2 separate regions of the Canis lupus genome follow, and region 2 is linked to region 1. A link is a contact called in public Hi-C data. All regions are on one chromosome and are shown on one strand. The core of a region is the stretch at or near the end of the contact, and the rest is flanking DNA. Distances in the headings are between cores, read along the strand shown. Region 1 holds the start of OSBPL11 (oxysterol-binding protein-related protein 11). Region 2 holds the start of LMLN (leishmanolysin-like peptidase).

Region 1 (7,591 bases), core at 633-3,132:
GTTTCAGCTCTTATATTGATGCTTTTGATCCATTTTGAATTAGTTTTTGTGTAATATTGAGGTAGGGGTCCAATTTGATTCTTTATATAGATAACCAGTTGACCTAGCACTATTTTTTGAAAAGACTGGAGAGATCTTTTTAAAACATAGATCAGATCACAACTCTTCTCTGATTAAAGCTTTTAACTTTCCTTTGCACTTACAATAAAATCCAAATTTCTCTACCTTCCTTTTCACTCTCATTTTGTGCAGCTTTCTCTTGCTCACCATGCTGCCCGGTCTCCCATTTAGCAGAACAAATGAAGTTTACTTTTCTTTTAGCTCCCTCATCTTTCTTCATTTCTCACCTTAAATTTTATCTCCTTATAGACTACTTTTCTCAACTTTTCTTCTAAAGTAGATTCTCCATCCCATCTCACTCATTTCTTATATCATCTCCTATAATTTTCTTCATAGCTTTAATTGTCTCTATACCTGCATTTATTTTACCACTTTACTTTTTTTACTAATACTTCTTTGCATTTTCCATAGTGCTTTGCATACTGTAAACATTCAATGTTTACAGTGATTGTATACACATTCAAGTCACAAATCATGTTATTAGAAACTAGAATTCATAATTAATTCTGAAACTAGAATTTATAATTAGGATATAAAAAAAATCACCTGTCAAGACCAATTACTCTTTACAGACACACAAAAAACAAAGTCTAAAGAGTTTAAGAGTTGTCTGGGGTCAGAAAGAGTACCCAGCTTTGATTTTTGAGAGTTCTGATTTCCATACTGATTTGCCCCATTCCAATGTCATGTGTGTTTTGCAGAATTACTACAATGAAGAGGAGTTTTTGGGTAATTTCCTTTTTTGGGGGGGTTGTAATTTCTTATAGAAATTTATTTATTTATTTATTTATTATTAATTAATTAATTACTTATTTTAGTTATTTATGACATTATTTTTCTAAGGCTGCTTTTTAAAATGCCTGGAAGGGGCCCTCAAATTTTTTTTGGGGGGGGCTGTAATTTCTTATAGAAATTTATATTTATTTATTTATTTATTTATTTATTTATTTATTATTTTATTTATTTATGACATTATTTTTCTAAGGCTGCTTTCTAAAATGCCTGGAAGGGGCCCTCAAATGGTTTCCTTGGAGGGGCTGTAATTTCTTATAGAAATTTATTTTTATTTATTTATTTATTCATTTATTTATTAATTATTTTATTTACTTATGACATTATTTTTCTAAGCCGGCTTTCTAAAATGCCAGACAGGGCCCAGCCAGGAAGGCCGGAAGTCTCCCACCGCCTTGCCCCCTCTGCCCTTTCCCTTCTTCCGGGGCAACCGCCCTGGCACCACCGCCCCGAGGCTCCGCCCCCTTCAGGGCCGCGTGCCCTGCGCCAAGATGGCGCCCGGCGCTTCTGCTCCGGGCGGAAGTGAGCTCACACTGCTCCGGAAGGGAAGGCAGGTGGGCGGGCGGGTGACCCGCCGCGGGGCCGTGGGTGGGGCGGCGGCCGCGGTTGTGGCGCCCACGCTCGGGGCCCGGAGAGAGGGTAACGGACTCGCCGGCTCCTGGGAGCCCGGGTCGAGGTGCCGGGCCGGGGCCGTCGGAGCACGTGGGCCCGAGAGGCGCGCCGCGGGCGGGGGCAGAGCGGCCCTGGGAGCCGGCGTCCCGCCCCCGGCGGCCTCCTTCCCGGGCCCTGCCCCGCGGCCGCCGCTCCGGGAACCGTGGAGCCGGCGGGACGGCCCCGCCGGGGAAGAGGTGAGGCCGCGCCCTCCGCCCGGGCCTCCCGGCTGCCCCCGCCGCCTCCCCCCTGTCCTCGTGCTCCCCCCGCTGCTGCCGGGCCCCTTCCCGCCGCGTCCGATGACCCTCCGCTAACTCAGCCCCTGGACCCCCCTCCCCCCGGCGCGCAGACCCTAAACCCGCCCCCGTCCGGACGCCGCTCGGCTGGGTCGGCCCCGGGAGCGAAGATGCAGGGCGGCGAGCCCGTGTCGGCGCTGAAAGTCTCGGAGAGCGAGGGGAAGCTGGAGGGCCTGGCGGCGGCCGCGGCGGGGACCCCCAACAAGAACAGCAGCAACAGCAGCTGCGGGGCGGGCGGCGGCAGCGGCAGCAGCAGCAGCAGCAGCAGCAGCCGCGGCGGCAGTGCCAAAGGCTGGCAGTACAGGTACGGCACCTTCTGCAAGGTGATGCCCCCCCCGCACCCCGGGAGGGTGCAGGTCTGCAGGTACCGACCGGGGAAGCCACCACCGACTTCCAGGAGCTACGAGTCTGCACCTCCCTGGGGCCCGGGATCTCTCCTCTCTCCTTAGCAAGGCTTTAGCTCATTCACTGCTGCGTCCATTCAACAGGTATTTCGTTGAAGGGCCTTTTGGACAACACACGAGCGGATCCTTGAACTTCCTTCCTCTGCATCCCTACAGTCAGTCCCTCCTCCGATTAAGATTTTATTTATTTATTCACGAGAGACACAGGGAGAGAAAGAAGCAAGAGGGAGAAGCAGGCTCCGTGCAAGGAGCCGGACATAGGATTCGATCCTGGGACTCGAGGATCACGCCCTGGGCTGAAGGCAGGCACCAACCCGCTGAGCCACCCCCCCCCCCCATCCGATTTAATTTCTCCGTTCTCACTTCTGTTTTTTGTTGTTGTTGTTTTTGCCTCTGTTGTAATTTGTCCCCAGGCCTGCCTGCCTGCCTCCTTCTGCTTGACCGTGAAGGGCCGGAGCTGCTTAACTCGGCTCTCCCCCGAGGCTAGCAAGTGCTAGGTGCGCCCAGCTTCTTTGTCCAGCGATTGAACGGAGTCCTTATTGAATAAGAAGAGATTCTTGCCCTCAGTTTCTGACTTAGAAGGGGAGACCAGACATAAATAATTTGAGTATGGGGCAAAGGTACAGATGCCAATGCCCTAATAATACCATACTCTTTTTTTTTTTCTTTAAAGATTCATTCATTCATTCATTCATTCATTTATTCATTCATTCATGATGCGGGGAGGCAGAGACACAGGCAGAGGGAGAAGCAGGCTGCACCCAAGGAGCCCGACGCGGGACTCGATCCGGATACCCCAGGATCGCGCCCTGGGCTGCAGGCGGTGCTAAACCGCTGAGCCACCCAGGGATCCCCCATAATACCATGCTCTAACCCAGTGATCCCCCATAATAGCATACTCTAACCCAGCCTGGAGATGTTTCAGTTTGAGTTGGTCAGGCCATTTGCAAACTGTGTCTTGAGAAATTCTACATTTTTTTTTTAAATTTTTTATTTTATTTTATTTATTTATGATAGGCACACAGTGAGAGAGAGGCAGAGACATAGGCAGAGGGAGAAGCAGGCTCCATGCACCGGGAGCCCGACGTGGGATTCGATCCCGGGTCTCCAGGATCGCGCCCTGGGCCAAAGGCAGGCGCCAAACCGCTGCGCCACCCAGGGATCCCCCAAATTCTACATTTGTTGATTTGTTGTTGTTGTTAACACGAAAGAGAAGTGTTGGAAGGAATAGGCAAGAGAGTGGGAGAAATAAAGGTGGTTTTATTTTTGTTTTTGATGCGTAAAGTATAGGGGGATGTAGCCATCCGGAATCTTTTTGAGATCTGTTTGACATGTGACTTAATAGATCCAGGCATACAAATAATGATTGCCTATTTGTATGTGTTTTTGGAAAGATCACAGTAAGTCTAGTGAGCATCCATCTGGCGTATATCATTACGTCGTATTTTTAAAGGATTGATTTATTTTAGAGAGAGCACACACACACACATATGCACATGCAAGAGTGTAGGAGCACCAGTGAGCCGAGGGACAGCAGGAGGGAGAGGGAGAAAAATCTGACTTCTCTGCTGAGCTTGGAGTCCTTGGAGCCCATCGCAAGGCTCAGTCTCACCACCCTGAGATCAGGACCAGAGCTAAAATCAAGAGTCGGTGGTGAGCCACCCAGGCACGCCGATAGTCACAATATTTTTTTTATTGTGATGAGAACTTCCAAGGTTTCTCTCTAAGAAACTTTTAAATATGCAATATAGTATCATTAATTACAGTCATTATGCTGTACATTATATCCTCTGAACTTATTTTGTAACTGGAAGCATGTACCTTTTGATCACCATCACCTAGTTCACCCTCCACCCCTCCACCCCCTCTGGCAACTACCAATCAATCTATCTGTGGGTTCATTTTATTTATTTATTTTTTTTGTTTTCTTAGATTCCACAAATAAGTGAGACCACACAGTATTTGCATGCCTTTGTCTAACTTCATTTAACATAATGCCCTCAAGGTCCATCCATGCTGTTGTAAACTGCAAGATTTCCTTTTTTGTGGCTGAGTAATATTCCATTTTATATACCACATTTTCTTTATTCGTCTGTCCCTTGATGGACACTTAGGTTACTTCTGTGTCTTAGCTGTCATAAATAATGCTACACTGAACATGGGGGTGCAGATAATCTTTTCAAGTTAATGTTTTTTTTGTTTTGTTTTGTTTTTGTTTTTTTACCAGATAAATTCCTAGAAATGGAGTTGCTAGATCACAGAATCTTAAGAATGAATGAAATCAGTCTGTTTCATGGTTGAAACCAAAGGAATGAATTCTTAAATTTTGGTTAACTGTGTACCTAATTCTGGTCCTTTTCAGGCCTGTGCTGTTTGTAGTTGTGAAATTTGTGTGAAATTTGGGATTAAAGCCAAGATTTTGTGAAGGATACACATTTATCATGAATCATATCCATATATGTGAAATATACATGCCTATATTAGCATACAGCAATGAAACGTAGAAAACTATAACTTTTTATTGGTTAGTGATTATAGGGCAAGAGAGTATGTTTAGTTACTGTGAGATGTTGAGGCTCACTTTGGGAATCAGCCTGATCTTCTCTTTTTTTGATGGCTTAAGACTAATATAAAATTATCAATTACTTGGTAGGGATATTTTGATATGACTTTAGGAAGCACAATAAAGTAATATTCCAAGTCAGGTCTTCTGAAATCTTCAACTCTTTGAAACCTAGTCTCAATTGAATTGAAAAGTGAAACAGGTCTCTTAGTCCTGGAGAGAGTTGTACAACGGCGTACTTTACTCCTGTACTTTGATTCAGAACATATCATCCCTTACTTAGGGTATTATTTAATGGTTATGTAATTTTGAAACTAGAATCTGTTGTAAGCACAAGGTTATCTCAGGAAATGTACCAATGAGAATGGCAACTGGCATTGTAGGACAGTCCAAGAAGATTTGAAAAATTAACATGCAGAGTCAGCGATAGTACTTCCTAGTGCAGTAATCAGTCACAATGACCTAAGTCATTCAGGAGAGCACGTGTGTTTAAGAAGGCAGAGAACTGTATGATGCAGTGGTGAACAATTTCAAAAGAAATAGCTGAAAAAAGATGCTTCAATATCTGGAAAATGCAGTTATATGAAGCTCTTCCCCATGGGGGCAGATATGTAATGCATTACCACATTTACATACATATTTTTATTTAATGAGGCTTGTCCAAGGCTAATCCTTCAACCTAGCTCTCAGCCTCATTTGTCCCTTTGTCCTTTAGTACATTGATCAAGCCATTTTCTCCATTGTCTTGTGTTGCTCTCTCTTTCCTGGCTTCTTCCCCTGAGACTCAGTCTCTAGACTTTAAAAACAACAACAATAATAAAACCTAGCCTAATCCTTTTCTCTTGAAGGACATTTACACTCAACTGCCTCCTTTTCCTCATTTATTGCTCAACTCAAGACAGTTGGCTCGGTCCTCACCAGGGATATGAGTGAAAAATGATGAATTTTTAAAGATATTTATTCCCATTTATTTCTCTGTTAGTGTATTTGTTCTGACTCTAATTGAAAAATTTTTAAAAGATTTTTATTTTTTTTAATATTTTTTAAAATTTTTTTTTATTTATGATAGTCACAGAGAGAGAAAGAGAGGCAGAGACACAGGCAGAGAGAAGCAGGCTCCATGCACCGGGAGCCCGACGTGGGAATCGATCCTGGGTCTCCAGGATCGCGCCCTGGGCCAAAGGCAGGCGCTAAACCGCTGCACCACCCAGGGATCCCAAGATTTTTATTTTTAAGCAATCTCTACACTCAATGTTGGGCTAGAACTCAAAACCTGGAGATCAAGAGTTACATGCTCCACTGACTGAGCCAGCCAGCCGTCCCTCTTTTCTTGACTTTGTTATTCTCTCTTGGTTTCTCCTTAATCCCTCTGTACCTTTCTCAGTATCTTTGGTTGTCTCCTTTCCCTGAAAACCTGGTGTGATATTCCATCATCTTTCCTTAAGATGCATGTTTTCTGTTCGTATCTCATTCTCTTCCATAGCCTCAGCTATTTCTGGAATTTGGGAGTCAATACATCCACCTCTCTACCTATAGTTTGCTACTATCCTATTTTTTAAAATGGAGATTTTTCATCATGACTTATGGAGTAGTTGAAAGCCAGTAAAGACCTTATGATTCAGATCCTGGGCTTTGGCTTTGCAAACTTAGAAGATTAATTAGCATAATGTTTTCAAGGTTTATAAATTCTGTAACATGTATCATTACTTCATTTTTTATAGCTGAATAATATTCTGTTATATGAATATACCACATTTTGCTTATCCATTCATCAGTTGATGGACATTTGGGTTGTTTCTGTTTTGTGGTTATTATGAATAATGCTACTTTGAACATTTGTGTTCAGGTTATGTGTGGATATGGGTTTTTTTTGTGGATATGTTTATTAAGTCTCTTGGTATATATCTAGGATGGAATTGCTGGTATGGCAACTTTATGTTTAATTTCTTGAGGAACTGCTAGACTTGTCTAAAGCACCTGCACCATTTTACATTCTTGCCAGCAGTCTATTAGGGTTTTAATTTCTTCATATCTTTATCAGCACTTGTTGTCTGTCTTTTTTATTTTGACTGTCCTAGTGGTTGAGAAATGGTATCTCATTGTGGCTTTGAATTGCATTTTCTTGATGTCTCATAACATTGAGTATCTCTTTATGTACTTATTGGCCATTTGTATATCTTATTTGGAGAAATGTCTATTCAGATCCTTTGTCCATTTTTAAGTTGGATTCTTTGTCCTTTTATTATTGAGTTGTAAGAGCTTTTTTTAATGTATTTTGGATACATTTCCCTTATCAGATACATAATTAGCAAATATTTTCTCCTATGGAGTATCTTTTCACTTTCTTAATATTGTTTATAGCACAAAAGCTTAATTTTCATGAACCCCATCAATCTTTTAGTTTTTTGCTTATGCTTGGTGTCACATCTAAGAAACCGGTGCCAAGTCCAGGATTGCAAAGATTTATGCAGATGATTTTGTCAAAGAGTTTATATCCTAGCACTTATATTTAGGGCTCTGATCCATTTTGAGGTTTTTTTTTTAATGATCAGTTATATTCTTTTGTGAATTATCTGCTTATGTGTTTTATTCATTTTTCTATTAATTTTTTTCTCAGTATTTTTCTTAATATATACTTGAAGTATATTTTAAAAATATTACATATCAATGGATATTTCTAGTTTTTACTATCAATATTACTTTAAAGATATTTTGTTGCTTTTTTTTTTTGAGCAGGTAAAAGAAATATATACAGTGAAGTGCTT
Region 2 (6,798 bases), core at 2,778-5,277, 150 kb before region 1:
ATGAAACAGATTCATGGCAGTAGAAGGAGAAGTGAATGCAATGTGTTCAAAAGGATTGTACCTAGATTTCAGATTTTGCTAAAGCTTGGGTGAGGGGGATAGTATGTAAATGAACAATTTATTGGACGTAGAAGTGATTATTAGAAAAATTCACTCTTCCTGGCATAATTCAGGATATTCTCATCTCTTCATCATGACAGTCTTGTTACAGTAGGTGTTACTAGCCTTATTTTTAATAGAAAACTGATGCTCATGTTTCTAGGTCCAATGACTTGGCTCAAGTCCTTGAGTTTAGATCCTGTGGTTTTCTAAAATAGTTACTGTTTTCCTTAGTTAGCGTTCATTTATAGTAGACAGGGCTATATTCTTGGGGTCCTAGGGTACTTTTGAACCCTGCCGAGCCATTGAAATTTTTCATCAGGAGGTTTTTACATTGTCCCTGGAAGAAACAAAGTTAAATGGATTTTCAATGCTCCTGGTACTGGTTCTTAAAATGTGTTTATCTAGATACAAGAAGAACTTGGTTCTCTCCCTTTTAGAGATGAGTAGTGGAACAATGGGAAGTTTTATCCACATTGTTGTACTCAGTAACGTTTATAGATTTGTATGTAACCTCCATCTAATTATGCTGTTTTCTTTATTTTCTTCCTAGATGCTGTACCCCTCAAGGATTTAAACTTATGAAAAGTAAATAAATAAAGGTGTAGATTTGTTCTCTTGTATTTTTGTTAAATGGCTTAACATTTTCTTTTTCCTAAATTCAGGTTGCTGTATTTAAATGGTGGTGGTTATCCAGCATTTTCAGAGCACGAGGAAGCCAGGGAGCTATATGTAATGGCAATTAGAGAGATGTAGACAATAGGAGAGTTTTAATGAGGATAGGGAGGATAGAGTATCTTAAATACAAGGCCTTTCTTACATGATGGGGGGAAGGAAACAAGCTTTGATTGGAAGCAGTGGGAAGGAGTGTGTTGGAAGGTTTGAAGTGATGGAGCACATCATGTTCTTTGAAAAGCTTTTTTGCAAATGGAGACTACATATTCCAGGAAGGACAGAAGCCGGAAATATTAGCCAGTACAGATATATACCATGACATTCATCCAGGTTTCCACATCAAAACGGATCTATAACTCACTTTTAAGATTTTATTTATTCATGAGAGAGGCAGAGACATAAGCAGAGGAGCCTGACGCAGGACTCATCCCAGGACCCCGCGATCACACCCTGAGCCAAAGGCAGACACTCAACCACTGAGCCACCCAGGTGCTGCCCCCTTTTTAGTTATAGGTAGCTTCTCTAAGAAGCAGATGCCAAGAAACAATTAGCATGCTAAATATGTATAGGGTGGTAGGGGGCAGGTGAGAAGGATGTTTGAAGGAGATAGAGGAAAGGATTGGGTAGCATACAGCAGTTCTAAGAAAGGTGTGCTTAGTCTGATGGTGGCCCTCAAGCCAAAGTTGCTGTTGGAAGGAAAAATCTGCTTTCACAGAAATAGCTTTGTGTTTGTAGTGCCAGACCCATTTGGGCAGATTTAGGAAGAATGGCTTCAAGGCAAATGAGGTGGGTGGGTTAGATGCAGCTTGGTCCAGCATTAGTCGTGTTTTTCTCATGGCCATGATACAGTCACTAGAACCCTAAGGAAATTGACATTGACAAATCTGGTAAATGGCAGGAAGTACCAGTTTCAGAGCTACTCGATTTTAATTGTTGAAAAACAACAATTTACAAGTATTTTGTTGTGCTATTTAAATAGACGTATCAGTATTTTTTTTTTTCTTTTTTTTGAGAGTGCACAGGTTGGGGGTCCGGCAGGGACAAATGGAGAGTTTGGAGCCAGATCTCGTGACCAAGACCTTGGTCTGAACCCAAATCAAATGGGCTGCCTTTTTTTTTTTTTTTTTAAGATTTTATTTATTGACACAGGCAGAGACACAGGCAGAGGGAGAAGCAGGCTCCATGCAGGGAGCCTGATGTGGGACCTGATCCTGGGTCTCCAGGATCACACCCCAGGCTGCAGGCAGCGCCAAACCACTGCGCCACCGGGACTGCCCCATCAAGTGGGCTGCTTAACCAACTAGGCCACCCAGATGCTGCAAAGATGTGTCAGTACTCTTGGGGTGGCCAAGAATAGGGAAGAAATGTTTGGGGAGGTATTTCAGAAAAACTGGCCTTCAGGATTTATGTGAAACCAGAAGGCATTTGACGAAATCTTCAACTAGATTATGTAGTATATCTGAAACCTATTGTGGGCAATTGGAAAGTAAATAGAAAAATTAAGATTATGCACGGTCTTGTGTATGGTACTAAGGATTAAGAGAATTTAAAGACCAATCGATTGAGCAGTCTTCAAAGATAACATGTTCCTAGCTTTGCAGGGTAGGTAATGGTGCATTTACAAAGTTGGAGATCTTGGGGGGGGGGGGGGGGAATGTTGGTGAGTTTGAGGAAACTAGGATACTCAGTTGTGAACAGGTCCAGGAAGGCAGATGGATATCTAGGTCTAATTAGTCATAGAGAGAAGGAAAGCTCATAAAGCCTGTAACCTTTGTGGGAGTTAAGTGAGTAGGATGATGGTAGGGTAATAGAGGTAGATAAACAGGAAGTGGTGGGCATTTGAGAAGAGAAGGCTGAGACTCCTTATGACTTGAGTAAATGCAGAGGCAATACAGCCTTGCACACAAATTCATCCTCTTCAGCTGATTTAGTACAGCACTTGGGAGAGGGTGCTTTATGTATTTCTCTTGCCATGAGTTTTGGTGAGAGTCCTGAAGCCAAAGGTACCATTGGAGAATCCTGTTTCAGAGAAATGAGCTTGGTTAGCAGTTGATTGGCTGGGTCATGAAACAGCCCCAGTATGACACTACTGTCAAAACTAAGCTTGATGTTGACCGGTGGTGGTTTGTGTTCAGAATTCAGTTTCTTTGTGGTCTTGTAGTCGAAAAAGCACATCCTGAAAGTGATAAATTTGGCTTGGGATCCCAATTTCCACTAGTTGTGGAATGATAGACTTCTTAGGTAATGAGCCTTAATTGGTAGACTGCCCACCCTTGAATTTGAGTACATGATCTTTTACCAATGAATTGTACAATATGTTTTTTTGAGATTTGAGAGAGCATGAGCTGGGGGGAGCTGCAGAGGGGGAAGCCAACTCCCCGATGAGCAGAGAGCCCCATGTGGGACTCCATCCCATGATCCTGGGGTCACCACTCCTGGGATTACCACCGGTGCCAAAGTCGGACACTCAACCGACCGAGCCCTACCCAGGAGCTCTGAACAGTGCAATCTTGGCGCTATCCTTTCTTTCCTATCCCCACAGTTCCTAATATAGTAATTTATAGTATTCAGTTCTGGTTAAACAACTGTTCCAATTCAGTGCTTCCAGTCACTAATTTTATTAGCTTAATGGGCCTGAGGAACTTTTCAATATTCGATGTTTTATAGTTAACTCCTGGCCTAGTTTGAAGGTAGTTTCCTTAATGTCAAGGAGCCACCTGGTCCGTTCCTGGGTTAAATGCAGTTTCAATTCTTGGTTTTTTTGCAGGGTTGTAGGCTCTACACCCAATGTGTATGATCAAGAGTGTGCCGTACTGACTGAGCCGGCGAGCATCCCTAATTGTTTTAATAGAAGTTAAGGGATGGAGTTGAAAAGGAAAACTTTGATTTTATAACATGACTTTAGTTAAGAAATGGGCCTAAAATTGGTGACTGAGGGTAAAAAGTAAAAGTGAGAATTCCACTCATCTTTCGTACAGAGGGCTAAACCGTTACGATTCCCCGCAGTTTAAGCCACCCGGCACCTAGCGGATGCCCATCCGAGGTGACGTCCCTCCAACCCCACCCCCAGTCGTCTCCAGCCCAACCCACGTGTGCCGCTAGGCGGCCTGTAGGGGCGGGCTTCGCCCGGAGACGCGGCGGACGTGACGCGGCTCTGACCCCGCCCGCTGTGGGCCATGCTGGCCAATCGAGGGCCGGCTTTCCGCGGAGGCGGGGCCGGCGCCGGGGGGCGGGGCCGGGGCGGAGACCGCACGCACTCCATGGTAACGACGCTCGGCCCGAAGATGGCGGCCGGGCGGGAGGGAGTCGCCGGTTCCTCCGGCGCGGGGCCCGGCCCTAGCCAGCGGCGCTGGCGCCGGTCTTCGTGGGCCCGAGGCGTGCTACTCCTGTTGGGCGGCCTCTGGGCTAGCTCCACGTCTGTCCCTGTCTCCTTGCACAGTTCCCCTCCCTGCCGGCACCACGTCCCCTCGGAGGCCGAGGTAGGGCGCGGAGGGGCGGCGGCGGGCGCCGCGAGGGTGGGGTGAGCGGGCGCGGCCGAGGCGGAGGCAGCTGCCGGAACACGTTGGGGGGAGTGGAGCGCGAAGCCGGCCCGGAAGCTGCGCTCCTGGAGGGCTGCCTCGGGCCCCGAGGCCGCGACGAGGCCGCGACCCGGCCGCTCCCGGGTGTCGCTGGGGACTCGGGGTCGGCCCGCGGCCCAGTTGGGCGGCGGCGGCGGCGGCGGCGGCGGCGGCGGCGGCCGGAAAGTTTCTTAAAGGGCCAGTGCGCTCCCGAGGCAAGCGCGCGCCGAGGAGCCCAGCCTGCTGGCCCCGGGTCGCTCCGTCTTTGGCGGTCGTCCGCAGGCGGGGACCAGGCCGCTCTTGAAGTGAGGACGACTTAGAGCGGGCTGCTCCCCCGGGAACGTGGGTCACGCCCGTGGTCTTCCCTTACTTGTCCCGGAAGGCGCCCTGGCGGAGGCGGCGGAGGACGGTGCGGCCGGCGGCAGCCCGAGCGGAGGCCGCTGCAGCTGCGGGGAGCGAGCGCCCGTGCTCCTGCGGGGCTTCCTCCGGGCCCGGCCGCGGGTATGGTTGGAAGCCGCCCCCCGCCCCCCTCCGCCAGCGCGGCGGCCGGCCGGTGCGGACCCTGGTGCCCCGGTGGGTCTGTCTCGCGGGGCGTCGGGATGGCGCGAGGGACTCGCCACGGCACATCGCGGGCCCAGCCCCTCCGTCCGGGCTCGTGGGGTCTGCGGCGGCGCCCAGAGTTGGCGGGTCCAGGGAGTTGATGATGACAACTTGTCTAGGGAGCTGATGACGATTACTTGTCCAGGGAGCTGATGGTGATAACTTGCTGCCCAGGGAGCTGATGACGATAACTTGCTGCCCAGGGAGCTGATGACCATAATTTTTTGCCCAGGAAGTTGATGATGATAACTTGCTGCCCAGGGAGTTGATGACCATAACTTTTTGCCCAGGGAGTTGATGACGATAACTTGCTGCCCAGGGAGTTGATGACGATAACCTGCTGCCCAGGGAGTTGATGACGATAACTTGCTGTCCAGGGAGCTGATGGTGATAACTTGCTAACCAGGGAGCTGATGAGGATAACTTGTTGTCCAGGGAGCTGATGACAATTAACTTGCTACCCAGGGAGTTGATGACCATAACTTGCTGCCCAGACAGCTGATGACGATAACTTGCTGTCCAGGGAGCTGATGACGATAACTTGCTGCCCAGGGAGCTGATGACAATTAACTTGCTACCCAGGGAGTTGATGACCATAACTTGCTGCCCAGACAGCTGATGACGATAACTTGCTGTCCAGGGAGCTGATGAGGATAACTTGTTGTCCAGGGAGCTGATGACAATTAACTTGCTACCCAGGGAGTTGATGACCATAACTTGCTGCCCAGACAGCTGATGACGATAACTTGCTGTCCAGGGAGCTGATGACGATAACTTGCTGCCCAGGGAGTTGATGACCATAATTTTTTTGCCCAGGAAGTTGATGATGATAACTTGCTGCCCAGGGAGCTGATGGCGATAACTTGTCCAAGGAGCTAATGACGATAACTTGTCCAGGGAGCTGATGGCGATAACTTGCTGCCCAGGGAGCTGATGATGATAACTTGCTGCCCAGGGAGTTGATGACCATAACTTTTTGCCTGGGGAGTTGATGACCATAACTTGCTGTCCAGGGAGTTGATGACCATAACTTGCTCCCCAGGGAGTTGATGACCATAACTTGCTGCCCAGGGAGCTGATGACCATAACTTGCTGCCCAGGGAGCTGATGACCATAACTTGCTGCCCAGGGAGCTGATGACGATAACTTGCTCCCCAGGGAGTTGATGACCATAACTTGCTGCCCAGGGAGCTGATGACTATAACTTGCTGTCCAGGGAGTTGATGATGATAACTTGTCCAGGGAGCTGATGACCATAACTTGCTGCCCAGGGAGTTGATGATGATAACTTGTCCAGAGACCACACTTTGGGGCTTACTGATCAAAAGTTTCGGGAAGAGGGGGCAGCCCCGGTGGCGCAGTGGTTTAGCGCCGCCTGCAGCCCGGCCCGGGGTGTGATCCTGGAGACCCAGGATCGAGTCCCACATCAGGCTCCTTGCATGGAGCCTGCTTCTCCCTCTGCCTGTGTCTCTGCCTCTCTCTTCGCTCTCTCTGAATGAATAAATAAATAAATCTTTAAAAAAAAAAAAAAAGTTTCGGGAAGAAGTTGATAGGGGAGCTACAGGCATGGAGAGAATATCGGGGGTTCTCTGAAGACAAAATTCAGGCTTGTTTTCAAGTTACTTGACCACGTCACCAGCTTTACCTGTTCTCCTGCCCTGCAGGTGCTGACCACCTTACACTCCATTTGCCTCCCTCTCTACCTCCTTTCAGTCCTCACTTAAGTTCCCTACGTTCAAGACTCTAGCGGAGTGCTCTAAACCCTTCCTAGTGTGTCTTACCTGTACTATCTTCTGGCGCTTGACCACGCACTGCTGGGGAGAGGGGGGGTATTTCTCATGCATTTCTTTGTAGTCTTGCTTTTGTA

Evidence for each region. A called contact is a pair of places that touch in the nucleus more often than the background predicts.
Region 2: a contact with region 1 is called in a Hi-C map of blood, with 3 times the contacts expected there. The contact joins the promoter of LMLN here to the promoter of OSBPL11 in region 1. A contact is called at or near these places in 2 of 9 Hi-C or Micro-C datasets (both in blood).

Annotation. Positions count from the first base shown.
Region 1 is chr33:29,275,741-29,283,331 of UU_Cfam_GSD_1.0, reverse strand. OSBPL11 (oxysterol-binding protein-related protein 11) reads left to right here and starts at 1,882. Exons shown (of 14, transcript XR_005383406.1): 1 at 1,882-2,163.
Region 2 is chr33:29,431,348-29,438,145 of UU_Cfam_GSD_1.0, reverse strand. It overlaps LMLN (leishmanolysin-like peptidase), which reads left to right and starts at 4,027. Exons shown (of 17, transcript XM_038583076.1): 1 at 4,027-4,253. The coding sequence starts at 4,035. It overlaps RPL35A (60S ribosomal protein L35a), which reads left to right. Exons shown (of 5, transcript XM_038583093.1): 5 at 653-722. The coding sequence ends at 676.